Regions from separate parts of the Hordeum vulgare genome. Here region 1 is linked to region 2. Evidence: chromatin contacts called from public Hi-C data. All regions are on one chromosome and are shown on one strand. The core of a region is the stretch at or near the end of the contact, and the rest is flanking DNA. Distances in the headings are between cores, read along the strand shown.

Region 1 (3,327 bases), core at 606-3,105, 210 kb before region 2:
CCACTCCCTGCGTGATTTTCATCAAGCAGTGGCGACTTTGTCCATGTGTCTGGAGCCGGGTTATGGAGCTGCGCGTGCTGTTTAATGCGTGCAATGGACGTGGCACGATCACTGTCCGGCAAGCACCGATCGAGGGGACTGTGTGTGTCTGCTTGGCTGGCCGGGTCTTCGTCGCAGAGTCAAGTAAGATCTATATATTGTGTGTATTCGTTGTTAGCCACGCATGAACACATGCATGCATGAAGCATGATTACTGCTGAATGAAATGATCCGGATAGCGCAGTGAAGCTTCTATCCGACAGCATACACGCAGCGGAAAATGACGCATCCTCTTGCGTATCTATAGCTAATCAAAGCGGGCGGACAAGGTAGCATCGATCGGCGGAGACCGTGACGTGCAAGTTGGAGCAAGAGACCAAGGCCGACGTGAACGTGACATGGTGAAATCAGGGAGCCCGATCTCGCGACACCCTTTGCCTTGGTACGCATGCAGCTAGCGTGACGCGGGTGCCATCGCCATCGCCATCGCCATTGCACCCGGCCCGCGCGTACGTGGGGGCGAGGCGCCAAAACCCAAAAGTGCTCGTCTCACCCCTTGGATCTGGCCGTTGGGACGTGCTGGGACGGGTGACGTCCTTTGCCGGAGCGTTTCGGCAAGAGATTGATCGACCGGCGCACCCACGACGGACGTCACATGTGCACACTTGCTCTGCAGGCCGAGGCACAATCCCGATGACATACGTACCACTACATGGGAAATATTCATCCACATGCGTGCGTAAGGTGACGTGTCACATGTTTGTTTTTCCATGCATGCTGAGGCGAGTGTTACGTACGACCAGCGCGCATGCATGCATGCATGCATGGCACCTTGTCAGTCGATGCACACCGACACCGCACGGGCACGGGCGATGAAGCTCGTGCGTGCGTGACGGGCAGGCAAAGAGAAAAAAACGTCTAGGCGGGACTTGCTTCTGGCACAAGGTTGCTGGCTAGCACGACGATTTTATTTTAGTTAGAGTGAAGATGACCATGTAACCGATGGAATCCAACGCCCATGGCTTCCCATTAATTGGCTGCGCCGTGGAAAACGTATGTAGCGCGCGCGGGCGGGCGAGGGACCGTTTCTTGTTCCACATGCATTGCACGGGCACCGAACCTCGCCGTCCGGCCGGATCTCGCACGATCTGTCTGCGCTCCTCCCGGACGTCGTCGTCGCCGTTGTAGTGATCAAACACGTAATGGACGTACGTACGTACCGCCATAATTGTTTGAAAACTCAAGATGGCATTTTTTTTCCACCAAGGCGGCGGTGCCAATTCTCACCATAAAAATGTGACAAATGTGTTACAAATCCTTGTTCTGTATACTACTCCCACTCTTTGCTGTATGGTACTGCATGCATGGTAAGGACATATGTAAGTAACTGTCACGCCTGTTGGACACCAAATTTTGCTTGCCTTGTGCTGTTTTGAGAATTCATTCATGCAGTAACTGGACACTTGTGTGAAGCCATTCCACGAATCCAACACGACGTACGAGAGCTAGCGCGAGGTAGCGGCGACGACGCAAGCTCATCAACTAGGGGCCAAACGTACACGTACGTAGCTACGCCGCTGGGCACGGCGGCGTCGGCACATCACCGTGCAAGCGAGAAATTCTCCGATCGAATCGCGCAGGGGATCCCGATCCCGACGGATGGCGTATCCGGAGGATCCGGTCGCCCTCGCCACGCAAACGCCCCAATCCCAATCAGGGTTGGACCACGCCGGCGTGATCGGACCGGACCGGACCGGCGGGTGGGTCAGCTTGTCAACCGCATGCAATGCATATGTGTTCGCTTGCGCCTGCTGCTGGTCCGATGGGCGATCCTGTGGTCCAAAGCCCGCAGCGCAATAACTAGTTCCTGGTAGGAGTAGTAGCCTTGCACTTGCCGAATGTGATCGATTCGGTTGCAGGAACACGGCAATTAATGCCTTGCTTGTGGTGTCTCCGCCATGTTTTACTTGTGGCGGTATCTGATACTCCCCCAACTCACCGACGCGGATGTTGAAAGAAAAATAAAAATCCCTGACGGTAGAGAAAGCTTCGAACAAAAACTGGCCAACAACAACCGTGTATTTTTTAAGAGGATGGAACTGTTATTTTTTAGTGAGAAGAGTGAACATGGGATGCTAAAGCATTTACAATCGGACTCCTCAAACTGATCCGGATGTACGGCTTGTCTAGTTGTCAGTTATAAAATTGTGACCCAGCCAGGATCCTCATATTCATCCTATACGTCCGTATTGACCTGCACCACTTATATAGAGTTCATATCTAGAACGAATATGAGAAGGTCGGGTCAAGCCTGGGCGCGTGTGACATGTCAGGTTGACAAACATGACCCACACGAACACACATCTGAACGCAACATTTCGATGAGGATGCATTCATGTCGATGCTCCTGCGCGCCGTCCGAAACTTCAAATCCGTCTATTAAGCCAAATAGTGACACCCTAACCCTAGCCAGCCTCATTTCCACCTCCCACCTCCCCTCTGCACGGTCACCATCCAATCCGCTCGAGCTCGCCACGTCGATAGTCATGTCCCGACAGTCGATCACCCAATACACAATGCTCACTCTGGAGCGACGGGTGGGGCTGCTAGGGGAGACCCGGACGAGGCCTCCTCATATTCGTCTTCTTGTCAAACTCAAATTAATCGAAAAAGGAGTTCGTATGCATCATCTTTACGTTTTTGGTGTTGGAGATTTTGCCGGTTCACATTTAAGGAAGGGAACCTTCCTTATCCTATTGGCATATCTTCTCCATTGCTAGTTCTTAATATATCCAACAAGTTTGAGTTTGGTCCTTTCGGAGTTTGTTTGCAGAACTTATGGCCGTTTTGGTGTTACTTGTTTCCACTATTGTTTCTAGGATTCCTCATGGTAATTGGTGGTGGTACTCCTGGATACTACAGTAGTACGCTTGTGCGATACTCATGCTGGTGTGTCGCGGTTAGTACCGGGAGGTTCTCTCTTGCCTTTCGGGAATTCGCGGTAATACAGCTTGTGCGGCATTCATGATCCACAAGTATACGATATCAATCATAGTCTTTTTGATAAGTAAGAGTGTTGAACCCAACAAGGAGGAGAAGGAAATGATAAGTTGTTTTCAACAAGGTATTCTTTGTAAGTACTGAAAGTAAAAGTAAAACATAGTTTTGTAGCAAGACAATTTGTAACAAGGAAGAAGTAGCAATAGTAACAAAGGTGCAGCAAAGTGGCATAATCCCATTTATAGCAAAGGACAAGCTCGAAAGTTCCTTTATAGCAAGCAAAGCATT
Region 2 (3,543 bases), core at 600-3,099:
CTTGATCTGCGCATGCATTCGGTCAAATGACGATCAGCAAAGCGTACTCTGCAAAAGAGATGGCTGTTGATTGTCTGCTGTGCTCACCCTGTGCGTGATCTGGCCGCCGTTGCCGTGCCTGGTAGACCACACGGACTGCCCGCTCCTGTCGTACTCGATCTGTATGGAGGCGATGAAATCGTCTCTGGTTACGTAGATCTGCTTGATGCCCGTGTAGACGCCATCGTCCCACGGCTTGCCTCCCTCCCCTCCCCACGGCCCGGGCCCTATCGGTATCGGTTCTTTCACCACGCCGTACGTAACCTGCAAGATGAACCCTCCACAATCTCAGACACATTCTTGTCTCAGTGCTATACCAAACATTGTTCACTCGAAAGATCGGTGTTACTTTACCTCGTCCCCGATCTCCCTCATGGGCAACGCAAGCATGTCGCCCAACGGGGTCGTGCCGGCGGATTTCTCCGACAGCACCTTGCCTTCCAGGACATGGACCCCGATGCTGTCGACGTACCACGCTCCCCTGCCGTGGAACCCCACGATCCTCCCTTCCGTCAGGCAGCTGGAGAAGAAGGTGCCGGTCTCGTCCCCGAACGGCCCATGGCTCTTCTTCGTCGTGTGGAAGGTGATGGACTTGATCGCCGTCGGGCCCATGATCATCGTCGGCCCGAAGTACCCGGTGACGTGGGTCAGGATCTCCGTCGGGAAGTCGAATATGATCTGCCCAAACAAAACTCCCCTTCAACAAAAGTCTGAAACTCATCGATGCTCTGAAACTGAAGCTCTGAACTCTGAAGAAGAAATTGCGTTACCTTTTCGGGTCTAGCCGCCCCGCTGGAGCCGCGCTTGTCGCCCCAGATCGCCTGCCCGTTGCGGTCGTAGAGGACCTTCATGGAGGATATTCCCAGCCCCCGCGTGATGTTGATCTGCCGGACGCCGGTGAATATGCCGTCGTCGAATATGGTGCCGCCGGTGCCGCCCCATGGACCGAACCTCACGGGAGTGCTTATGGTCATAGTCCCGTTGTCTGAGATGAAGCTAGGAAATGACACCATCTGTGGAGCAAGATGTTACAAGTAATGGATGTTAACTTGATTGCAGCTATCACTTATACAGACTGTAACTGATTACAAGCTTTCAGTCTGCCTGGATTACCTTGTTGGAGAGGGTTGCAATGCGTGATCCATTAGGATTCTGCTCCTTTGCAAGAACCATTTCATTGCCGTCCGCGTACCTATGGCCGTTTCTGTCGACGGACCTCGTTATGCTTCGGAGCGCTGACGGAGCGCTGGAAGCATTTGGGTCCTTCCCGCTTAAGCTTGCAAGGCTCTATGGAACATGAAAAGTAAGAAAAAAAGTGTCGCAAACACACAAAACAGTTATTCTATTCTACCTAGAAATTTGTGACATTCAGAATGTTTTTATGCAGATACTAGTTCATACTTATGAAGTGATTTTGATCTCAGTGATTTAACAAGTTAACATGACAATTTTGGATCTCGCAAAAAAAAAACATGACAATTTTGGACATGAACAATTCTGAAACAACATCCCTGAAGAACACAAGCATGCTACTGACTACTTCCTCCGTCCCAAGATAAATGACGCAATTTTATACTAACTTTATAAACTTAGTAACCTCCAGCAGTTCTAGGAGAAAAATACTCCCTTCTTCCCAAAATAAGTGTCTTAAGCTTAGTACAATTTTGTACTAGAGTTAGTACAAAGTTGAGACAGTTATTTTGGGACAGAGGGAGTACAGGCTAGCTAGCTAGTGATCACGATCAGACAGTAAGAGATGCGGTACCATGTTCCGTAGTCCAAACAAAGCCCAGAAGCGCCTTGGAGGTCGAGAGTTTTACAGACGGCGACGCCGGAACAGGGGAGCGACTGCTGCAGTGCTGCTAGCGATCAGCTCGGTAATCTGACAGGAAGCAGGCGCGTGTCTACCTATTTATATAACACAGAAGAGAAGACCAATATAGGGGCTGTCAAACGGAGCACACCAGGATGCTCAGCGACAACGCCGTTCACGAGCGAGGGCACCCGGACGGGAGCTGGAGGGAAAGCAACACGGCGCTCTGCTGACGGCTCAAGATCGAGCTAGAAGAGGGCGGGCAGGACAGAACTGGATTCGCTGACCATTGCGATCGCCGATTACCATATTATTCCGATCACGGGGAGACGAAAGGGGAACGATTTCTTGGCTTGCCACCAGCTGTGATTCCTCGCGTTCACGGTGGGAAACTAAAGAGGCCGCCATTCCTGATGCGCCCCTCTTTATTTCCATTCTTCAGAGAATGTTTCGCTTTTGTTTCCCCGCTTTCTTTCACCTGTTGTTGTGTGCCTCACGATGAGAGAAAAAAAAACTTATCTTTACCTGTGGTCCTTCTACAACGTCACTGGCTCAGACAGCTTGATTACTACAGTACAAGCTACTTCCTCCGTCTCGTAATATAAAACATTTTTTTAAATCTATACCTACTAATAAACGAAATAGGTATTCATAGTCCGTCTTGCTATTTTATAGAAAAACCCCTGATGTTTTCAACATTAAACCCGCGATACATATTAAATGTTTTTTAAAATACTCATATTTTCTAAACCGTAAATATGTAGAATTTGAATATGATGTTATTTTACATGTTAAACATTTAATAAAAATATTATCTAGGGTGCAATTTTAATAAATAATTCATTATTCGTATTTCTTTCATACCGGTAGTAACCCGGATTGAGGATGAACACGTTAACAAAATCAGGATTGAAGATGAAATTGATGGTCAGTTGCCCGTTTCTTTATATGTATTAAATCTACATGCAAACCGTGTCAAAATAGAAGACTTGTGAAATCTTGAACTGAACTTTTGTAGGGTAAGATCATATCTGTTTGTGCCGTAACTACGAAGTCTAAGATTATAGACCATTTTTTTATAAATTAAGAGTGCATGGTTTTTTTCTTCTTCCGTTATAACGCACGGGCCCTTTTGCTAGTGAAATAAAAGGAATAATGGATAACGCTCTGTGCTGGCGTCGGTCCAATATTTCGGTCGGTCAACCTGAATCCGTCCGATTTGCACGCGCGTAGCTGTCAGATCTCCGTCCTCCTCTTCCGCATCTCATCTTCAACCTCCCACATAAAAGAAAGAGAGAAAAAGGAGGACGCCGCCCCCGCACACGCTGCACCCCACGCCTCGCCTCCTCATCTTCTCTCACCGTCGGTCATCCCTAGTCGCCGCCCCTCACCGTCGTTCGCGGCCCTCGTCGTCGGTCCCAGCTCTGTCATGATGCATGTTACAAAATACCTCTTCAGTTGTGGCAAATCCGAGGGAAGTTGCAGCAAAAAAAACATCACCGTAGTAGACCACACCTCCGCTGTGACAGATGTAGCCAAATCCGTTGCCGATAGTAACAAAATTAGACAACGGTTGCAGCTTTCAGGGTGAAGGTTCGGCTCGTCGGAGTGGAGTTAATTGGATGAGCGGAGTGTCTGGTTGAAGCTTTCTCTATTGGCGGTTGAAACATTTTTCATATACCTTTTAAGCT

What was found. A called contact is a pair of places that touch in the nucleus more often than the background predicts.
Region 1: a Hi-C map of leaf shows a contact between it and region 2, with 3 times the contacts expected there. The contact joins the enhancer-like site here to the promoter of LOC123440321 in region 2. A contact is called at or near these places in 2 of 6 Hi-C or Micro-C datasets (leaf and seedling).

What each region holds. Positions count from the first base shown.
Region 1 is chr3H:507,889,944-507,893,270 of MorexV3_pseudomolecules_assembly, reverse strand. No RefSeq gene overlaps it. Among protein-coding and RNA genes, the nearest start is that of LOC123444550, 91 kb to the right of the region's middle. Within about 2 kb of position 1,855, at least 2 of the 3 cell types and tissues checked have open chromatin away from gene starts, as enhancers often do. A contact at or near this core is called in leaf, where this site is marked.
Region 2 is chr3H:507,680,124-507,683,666 of MorexV3_pseudomolecules_assembly, reverse strand. It overlaps LOC123440321 (jacalin-related lectin 3-like), which reads right to left and starts at 1,849. Exons shown (of 6, transcript XM_045116896.1): 1 at 1,805-1,849; 2 at 1,153-1,326; 3 at 810-1,052; 4 at 394-717; 5 at 88-303; 6 at 1-6. The coding sequence starts at 1,849.